Linked DNA regions of Macaca mulatta: region 2 is linked to region 1. A link is a contact called in public Hi-C data. All regions are on one chromosome and are shown on one strand. The core of a region is the stretch at or near the end of the contact, and the rest is flanking DNA. Distances in the headings are between cores, read along the strand shown.

Region 1 (4,164 bases), core at 1,319-3,818:
GTCAGCCAATTCTAATTTGAATTGATAAACCTCTCTAGTATATAAACAACCTTAAGAATTAGTGCCTATCCTAGGGTTTAAGTTCTTTTTTTAAATTTTAAGATATGTAACTTTTAGCTATTTTGCTTAATCTCTAACTCATTTCTTAAATGTGACAATTTTTTCTTCTCTTTTGTTTGGCCCACATTTTTGTTTAAAAATTAAGGATTTCTTTGTTTTGTTTTGAGACAGGTTCTCGTTCTGTCGCATGTTCTGTCGTTCAGTGGCACAACCTTGGCTCATGGCAACCTCTGCCTTCCGGGTTCAGGCAATTCTCCTGCCTCAGCCTCTCGAGTAGCTGGGATTACAGGCACGCGCCACCATACCTGGCTAATTTTGTATTTTTAGTAGAGACAGGGTTTCTCCATGTTGGTCAGGCTGGTCTGGAACTCCCAGCCTCAGGTGATCTGCCTGCCTCAGCTTCCCAAAGTGCTGGGATTACAGGCATGTGCCACCGCGCCTGGCCTTCAATACTATTTTTAAACTTTCTTTCAACTTATTTTATCCAGGCCTGAAATAAGAGCAAGCAGACCCACACGTTCTCTGGTGAACAGGTTTTGGAATCTATTTTGTCATTTTGTAGGATATGAAAGAACAAAAGAAGGGTCCAAGTTATATAATTATTTTATTTTCTGTGTGAATGTTTTTAACCTTTGAGAATCTGGAACTCAAAATGTTCTTTATGTGAAGTGTACCAATATTTTGAAACCTATCCAATAGTCCCATAGACAGTTTTTTGTTTTTTTTTAAATAAACATAGAAATTGACCCTTCCGGTTTTAAAGCTTAAAATTTAGGTACCCCCCAGACCTCTCAGAAAGTATCAAAGAACGTAAACTCACCAGATCACTACATATGAATTTTGGTGTACCACCACTCAGTCCACAGCAAACATTAAACCCTCATAATATCCTTTTAGATAAAGGTTTATCTGTGTCTGTGTACTATGTATAGCTTTTCCAATATTTTTTGTTTTTTTTTTTGTTTTAGAGACAGGGTCTGACTCTGTTGCCCAGGGTAGAGTGTAATGGCACAATTATAACTCATTTCAGCCTCAAACTCCTCAAATGATCCTCTTGCTTCAGCCTCCCCAGCAGCTGAGGCTATCAGTGTGTACCACAACGCCTGGCTAATTTTTATTTTTTATAGAGCCAGGGTCTTGTTATGTTGCCTAGGCTGGTCTCGAACTCCTGGGTTCAAGGGATCTTTTTACTTTGGCCTCCCAAATTTCTGGGATTACAGGCATGAACAAACTGCACCAGGCCACTATGTATAATTTTAAAAGAAAATCGTACCAACTATTTTGTTTGGTAACTTCTATTTTTACTTAAAATATGACTATCTTTGGATGTGAATAGATGCCTTTCAGCAAGTCATTGGTACTTTTTTAGTGGAAGAACATTATTGCATTGGATGTTCAATACTACTAACCAATTTTCTCTCTTTCTTTCTTTCTTTTTTTTTTTTTTTTGTTTGTTTTGAGACGGCGTGTCACTCTTGTTGCCCAGACTGGAGTGCAGTGGCGCGATCTCGGCTCACTGCAACGTCCGCCCCTCGGGTTCAAGCAATTTTCGTGGCTCAGGCTCCGGAATTGCTGGGACTACAGGCGCGTGCCACCACACCCGGCTAATTTTTGTATTTTTAGTAGAGACGGGGTTTCACCATGTTGGCCAGGCTGGTCTCAAGTGATCAAGTGATCCTCCCGCCTCAGCCTCCTAAAGTGCTGGGATTACAGGCGTGAGCCACCAGTCCCAGTCACCAATTCTCTTTTGTTGATAATTGAGTTTTTCTTTTTTCTTTTTTTTTGCTATTAAAGCTTTGAACATACATCTCTGTGCTCAGGATAAAGTCCTAGATGTGGAACTGCTGGACCACAAAGGGTGCAAAAGTTTTTGAACAGCCAACAGCCTTCCAGAAAGGCTGTATCAATTATAAACAGCAGCGTATTTGTGTGTTCCTACTTCTCCATACCCCTATCAACTCTATGAATTATTATTATTGTTAATTTTTAGCTCATTTGGTAGGTGGGGGAAAAAAAGACACCTTGGTGATTAAAACCCACAATTTGTGATATTTAAAATGTGGAACAGAGCTTTTAGCTGCCTCTGGCTCCCTGGAGGATCCGGGGTAAAGAAATATAAAATCGGTGGAGTTTGGCTCTGGTATTCTCAGTGGGACGGAGGGATAAATTACGGCAAGCCGTTTATTTTCCCTCCTCCGGAAAAGGGTGGGAAAGGCCATCGGTAGGGGAAAGGAATTAAAAACATTATTTTATGAAAAGGGCAGTTGTTAGGGGGACGTTTTAAGGTCTTTAACTTTAGGCGGGCGAGTCACTACAGATCAGCTGAAACTGCTTTCGGTCCTGACCACTCTGTGCGCGGTTAAGCCCTAGAGCAGCAAAAGGGCAGCCAGCAACAGCCGGACGGGAGGACCCCGGCGGCCGCCACGCAGTCCCACAATGCCCCGCTCGCACCACCCTGAGGGCGGAGAGAAAGGACCGCTGCCGGGCATGGGGCTTCGGCGGAGAGCGCCGAGAAGTGCGCACGCGCACTGACCCCGCGGGCCCTAGCAACCAGAGCAGTGACAGTAGCAACCGCCGGAATGGTGAGTACCTTTCGGGCCGCGTAGCCAAAGCTGAGAGAAGATTGGGAGTGGAAAAGGGTGACTGTGGAGTGTCGAGGGTCTGGGGGTCCTTGAACAGCGGAAGGGAGCCGGTAGCTGACGCTAGCTCTGTGGAGTCAGGGGCCCCGGGCGAAAGAGAAGCCCTGGCCGGGGGTGGTCTGGGGTGAGGGCGGCCTGGGGTGAGGGCGGCCTGGGGTGGATGGGAGGTTGGGTTAAGGTGGAGGGACTCTGACAGGAGAAAAGGGAGGGCGAAGAGCAGGAAATTCTCCAAAAAGAGCGTATTGGAGTGGGAAGGGTGATGGGAAGGAGAGTGTGAAGATATCTCTTTACATATCAGTAATTTTAATGACCCCCCCGTCGAGATGCAGGGAGGGACTGGTTACCAGAGGGTTCTGTATAACAGGGATTGCAGCAGTATTCGTAACCTGTGATGTACCCAGGTTGCCTTCTGAATGACTACGAGTGCAATTATTAGGTAACGCTGTAAAACACACTCTGGTGGATGTATTAGAGCACTGATTCTCAAATTTCAGTATGCATAAGTATGGGCTTGTTGGAATGCAGATTATGAATTTTTAATATGATTGGGGGTTTCAGGAATGTGCATTTCGACAACACACCTCAAGTGATTATAAAATTGGGGGGCATCCCACCACACTGAGAAATGCTGTTACCTTAGGTTTGAAATCTACCAGCTGTCTATCCAATCAGAGCTCTTTATGAAGTAATGGTTTTACCTAGAGATGCTCCTCAACTCTTACTTGAAGTGTTCACTCTCTTGCTTACATACTTGGTAGTTCTAACTAGTCATTTCAAAAGGATTACAGACAGAGCTATTGAGCAAAGTATGTGATGTCCTACTGGATAGAGATGTTTATGAAGAAGCAGCATAATTACTTGTCTTCTTTTTGTGATTCCAGTGCTATATTAGTGGGCAGAAATTGAGCCCAAGAGATGAAAATGATGAGGAAGTCATGCCTGCCCTCAACAGATTAAATACCACTCTTTAAAAAGTAGTTTCCCCCTCTGCTTTCCTTACTTTGTTCCCCAAGCAGTTAGCTGAAAGCCACTGCCAAGGAAAGTTGAAAGTTCTGGAACCTGGGTTTATATTCAGGTGAAGAAAGCCTCAGACCTAAATATTTATGAAAGTATGAGCCATAGTGATTGTTGAAAATCTTCAAATAGAGAATCAGAACGAGTACAGTTATAAGTCACTTAATGATGACAGGGATACATTCTAAGAAACATATCATTGGCAGTTTTGCCTTGCAAACTTCATAGAATATGCCTACAAAAACCAGATGGTGTAGGCTATTGCTCCTAGGCTACAAACTTTTATAGCATCTTACTGTACTGAATACTGTAGGCCATTGAAACAATGTATTTGTGTATTTAAACATAGAAAAGCCTCCAGAGTGCAGTGGCTCACGCCTGTAATCCCAGAACTTTGGGAGGCTGAGGCTGGCAGATCACCTGAGGTCAGGAGTTCAAGACCCACCGGGCC
Region 2 (4,530 bases), core at 1,697-4,196, 58 kb after region 1:
GCTGAGATCGCTCCATTGCACTCCAGCCTGGGCAACAGAGCAAGACCCTCTCTGCCCTTAATAAAAATAAAAAATTTAAAAAATTAAAAAATAAACCAAAAAAATGTTAAGATGACAGCAAGAGGGGAAGGAAAAAAAAGGACTTGCCATTTAAATTCACATAGTATCATACAAAGCTTAAGAGTAAAATAAATGGTTTAATGACAAAGTCTTCATAAGAAAAAAGGACAGAGTTTACTTAGGCTAAAAATGTTTATACATGCCAGAAAAATGAGAAGACAACAGAATTTTTAAAATATTTTAATTTGTATATATAACTTCAAATTTAGAACACTCAGTATGAACAAGAACTATTCTCTGACAAAGATCTGAAATGGGGAAGTGAATTACTGTACAGGTGCATATCAACCTCTCCATGCAATTTACATCTGTATCTTATGCAATGAGAAACTGGTTTACACAGCTCCGTAATTGCAGTATTTTTTTAACACCCCATTTTGCAGTCTCAGAATACTTTTCAATTAAACTGATCGACATGTTTAAAGATGAGAAATATGATGTTTGCATTGTAAAGTTGAGTAATAGCTAATAAATGCACATTTCCTTCCATCAATATAAATCTGGAACTATTTATGGTAAAGAAAAATCTATCTGCGCTATCAGTAATCTAATAGTTCATACTTTTACTGAACACTTCCTGTGAGCCAGGCCCCGTAGTAAACATCTGCACATGCAATTTCACATTCAGTGTGGAATAGGAAGTGTCAGAGGTTCGTGTGTTTTTCACAACTGATTATGATGTCCATGATGACAGCGTGCACTAAGCGCTGTGTCCAACCAACCCTTTACCTGGCACTTTAGCCAGCAAGACCCACTTGCATTGTAGCAGCTCACGGTGCTCGCTTGCACAATTTTAGAATGTTACATGAATACTCAGGCCTGACTAACCTTCCCCTCCAAAAAAACAACAAAACGGAACAGGGCTAAGCCTTTACTACTCAGAGACACATCTGTAAGACCCCCACAGGGACAAGAAAACTAGCTGTGATCTAGGTCTGCACTAAAGCTGTCTTTTCTGGCACTCAGAAGTGCCCTTCCAGGCCTAACTGCAGAAGGGTGGCCTCAGCCTCCTCCTCCTCCTCCTTGGCTTCCTCCTCACGGATCTGCACCAGCAACTGAAAGAGGTTTGGGGCCGGCCCTTCCCCAGCCCCGGTAAGCCACAGCTGCCTTCGGATGGCCCCGCTGTGGTTGGCCCCAGCAATGACCTGCTCTAGGCGGGCCTGGTTCACGTTATCTTTATCAATGGCCCCCTTCTCTACCACCTTCTGTAGCAGAGGCTCCAGACGAATGACATAAGCAGACAATTTTTCTCCCGGGTTCTGATAAGTGTTCAGAAATTTGATCTGGGCATCCCTAGAGCTCTCAACGCTCCCAAACACCTGCTCAAGCGCCTTCAGGCATTCGGCAGTGGTTATCGCGGGGTTGTTGGACTTGAGGATGCGAATGACATCAGCGGCAGGGCCTCTAAGGCTCTCCATCAACCGCCGCCTCTTTTCTACATCGGACACCTGCCACTCCTCTAGGACCTCATTAGTGTGCTCCAGCCAGGGATCAAAGGTTTCCTCTCCAGGCCCTGGGATGTCCCTCCCCGAGAAAAGTGTCAGCCTCTTGTACCATATGGACTCAACAAGAGGCTGAATAACATTATCCAAAATATAGTTTAGCATCTCTGCTGGCATCTCTGGGCCCGGGGTCGGAGTAGGGTTCTGAAACCCAAGGACACGGGCAACATCTTGCACGGTCCACCCCTCTCTAGCTAGGAAGAGGTGCAATCTTTCTAAAAATTCAGCATCAGAAGTTGGGGGCTTAAACAACACTTTCCAGACCCCTCCTTTGCCCGGCATCTCCCTGGGGATCGCGGCGTAATCGACAGCGCCAGTGAGCTCTAATAAGGCTGCTTTCGCATTTTCTTCCCTCCAGAACATTCTCCCAAGCATTCGGTAGGGGACCTGGGGCATCGCTGCCTGGAGGGTCTCTTCGATTTCAGCCTCATCACAGTTCACTGGGATGCCCCAGACCAACAGAGCTCTCTGGGAGTTCACATCCATCCCCCGGCACCAGTCTTCCAACAGTGTCATCGCCATTTTCTCAACTATCAAGACGCCAATTCTACCAACAGACTGTGGCTCACCGTACTCCTGGCCTTAGAACAATACCAGACACTCCCACCAAGTAGGCCCAAGGGAGGTAGGCTTCATGCATTCACGACTAACAAAGACACAGAGTCCTGATCTCGCCCTTCTCTGCCCCCCCAGTCAGTCCGTAGGTACACTTGGAGCTGAGCTCGGGGACGCTGAGGAAGTCACGCGGCCGTCGCCATCTTGCGTCTGGGTCCGGGTCCGGTCGGGTCTGCCGCTTGCAGCCGGGCTGTCGCGTCGTCGTGCAGCGGGCAAGGAGCGAGGGCGGGCGGCGAAGGCAGGCGCGCTGGGTCGAAAGCAGCCGGGGTGTGGTCGCGGGGCGTGCCCGCCGGGCGCTCGCTGCGGCTCCTGGAGAGGATCGGGCGTTCGCGGTCGCAGCCTGGTCTTCCCGCGGGCGAGGAGCGGCCGTTTGGGAGACTAGCCAGAGGGAGAGACTGTGCCGAAGTCGCGGCGGCTGCGGGCCAGCGGAGAGCGGCTTCTTGGAGGGCGTGGGGACTCCTCTTGGCGGGCGCGGGGACTCCTCTGGGCGGGCGGCGAGGACGGCCGAGGACCAGAAACGAAGGCAGCAGAGGAGCAGGAAAGCCGGAGAAGCGAGGCTGGAAACAGCACAGGCAAGGGTGGGCAGCGGCGGCCGCGGCGGCCTGCAGCGGCTCAGGCGCTGCGCGGCTGCCCCAGCGTCGAGTCCTACCCGCAACCCGCTGCGACGTTACTGCTGCAGTGGAGGATGGGGCCAGCCCGCGAGCGGCGTCAGCCCCGCCCCGTCCCGCCCCTGTGGCGGAGCCGCTCGGGCGTCGCCATGGCAACGGCGCCCCAGCTGGCGCGAATCACGCCTGCTCCGGCGGCCCGCGGGGGTCGAGCGGTTGCCATGGTGCCAGCGAGGGGCTCGGGCATTTGTTTCTCTGATGGCGCATTTCCTTTTTCATAATTTTCCATTTTAACAGCAAACAAATACTGCTAAGCACCGTGTTTTAAAAATAATAACCCAATCCTGGAGTGGATTTAAGATGATACTATTGGAAGTCATGGCATCCCTCATGGTGGACTTGTCTACTCGGGTTGCCCAGCCAGTCCACCCTGCACGTGAAAATACTCTCCTCAGAACCCTGGCTTCCCGTTACCCCTGACCACACTGTGCACCCTGCGTATTTTATCCCAATGAAGCCGGAGTGCGCCATTTTTTGTGTGAGATACTGAGTTTAGACTTTTTCTTGTCTAAACTTTTGTAAACATCTGTTTGTCTGTGTCTACTGAGTCATCTTTTAGCCAGGCAAACATTAGTGTTATTTTCCTTTTCCTGGCTGGCATCGACAATAGGCTGCTAAAAGAGAATCCTTATGGCTCAAAAATGTCGAGTAATCTCCCTGCAAGCAAGACAAGGCCCACTTACATCAACCCCAGATGGTGAAAATCCCGAGAGAACATAGCATTCAACTCTGAATTTTTAAAACCTTATTTAATAAAAGGTTTAAAGATACAGAAGAACATTCAAAAGTAAATAAGTTACATAGGTACATTACAATCACATCAGCAAGATTCTTTAGTGTATTAATTTTTTCTTATAAAAAGCACACAAAAAATAAAATCTTCAGTCTCTATCACAACTGTACAGCAAAAGAGGTAATATTTATATGTATGTACACTATTTTAATATGTAACAGTCTTTTTCAAAAAGGGTGCCACAGGCAGCAAACACACAAAAGGCAGTGTCTGATCATTTTTGTTTCAAAATAAAAGGAATATACTTATTTATATGCTATTAAAATATTTGTACAATAATTACAGACTGTCAAGGCTGTTCCTGTGCTCTGTCCCCTCCAACAAGGCCTTCAACTTAGAGACAAATGAGGAAAAAGTGAAACAGCTGCAAATTGTTAGAGGCAAATATTAACATAGCAAAATGTGGGGAGGACACAATTGTTTTATAAAAATATCCCTACTTCCTGTAAACCTATGGAGTTAGGCTTGCCAGTCTGATAATAAATACCGTCCCAGAAAAGCGAGCCCCAGTGAAAACAACTAAACAGCTGAGGCTTGAGCATGTGTTGTATTCCTCCTTCATCTTAACATCTGGCACATGAGAAGAAAGAGGTTAGGTCACTGAGGCAGTTAAATATAGGCGATCCCTTTAGACATAAGCAGCAAAAGACCTTGGTGCCAGGAGTGGAAGGGGGCGCGGCAGAAGGGGTGGTATGTACCTTAGCTGTGAGGGGGGCTGCTGAAGGCATGGAGGACAGTAATGATGGCTCTGCCTCCTTGGATGGGTGGAGACCTCAGAAATGGTCTGCAGCACAGGCACTAGGTCAGTTTCCCGCCCTTAGCTGAATGCAGATGG

The links. A called contact is a pair of places that touch in the nucleus more often than the background predicts.
Region 2: a Hi-C map of cortical neurons shows a contact between it and region 1, with 2.7 times the contacts expected there. The contact joins the promoter of PNMA1 here to the promoter of DNAL1 in region 1. A contact is called at or near these places in 2 of 14 Hi-C or Micro-C datasets (cortical neurons and fetal cortex germinal zone).

The regions. Positions count from the first base shown.
Region 1 is chr7:146,825,888-146,830,051 of T2T-MMU8v2.0, forward strand. DNAL1 (dynein axonemal light chain 1) reads left to right here and starts at 2,569. Exons shown (of 8, transcript NM_001260594.1): 1 at 2,569-2,642. The coding sequence starts at 2,640.
Region 2 is chr7:146,883,496-146,888,025 of T2T-MMU8v2.0, forward strand. It overlaps PNMA1 (PNMA family member 1), which reads right to left and starts at 2,947. Exons shown (of 1, transcript NM_001348395.1): 1 at 277-2,947. The coding sequence starts at 2,144. The coding sequence ends at 1,083. It also overlaps a transcript of MIDEAS not described here.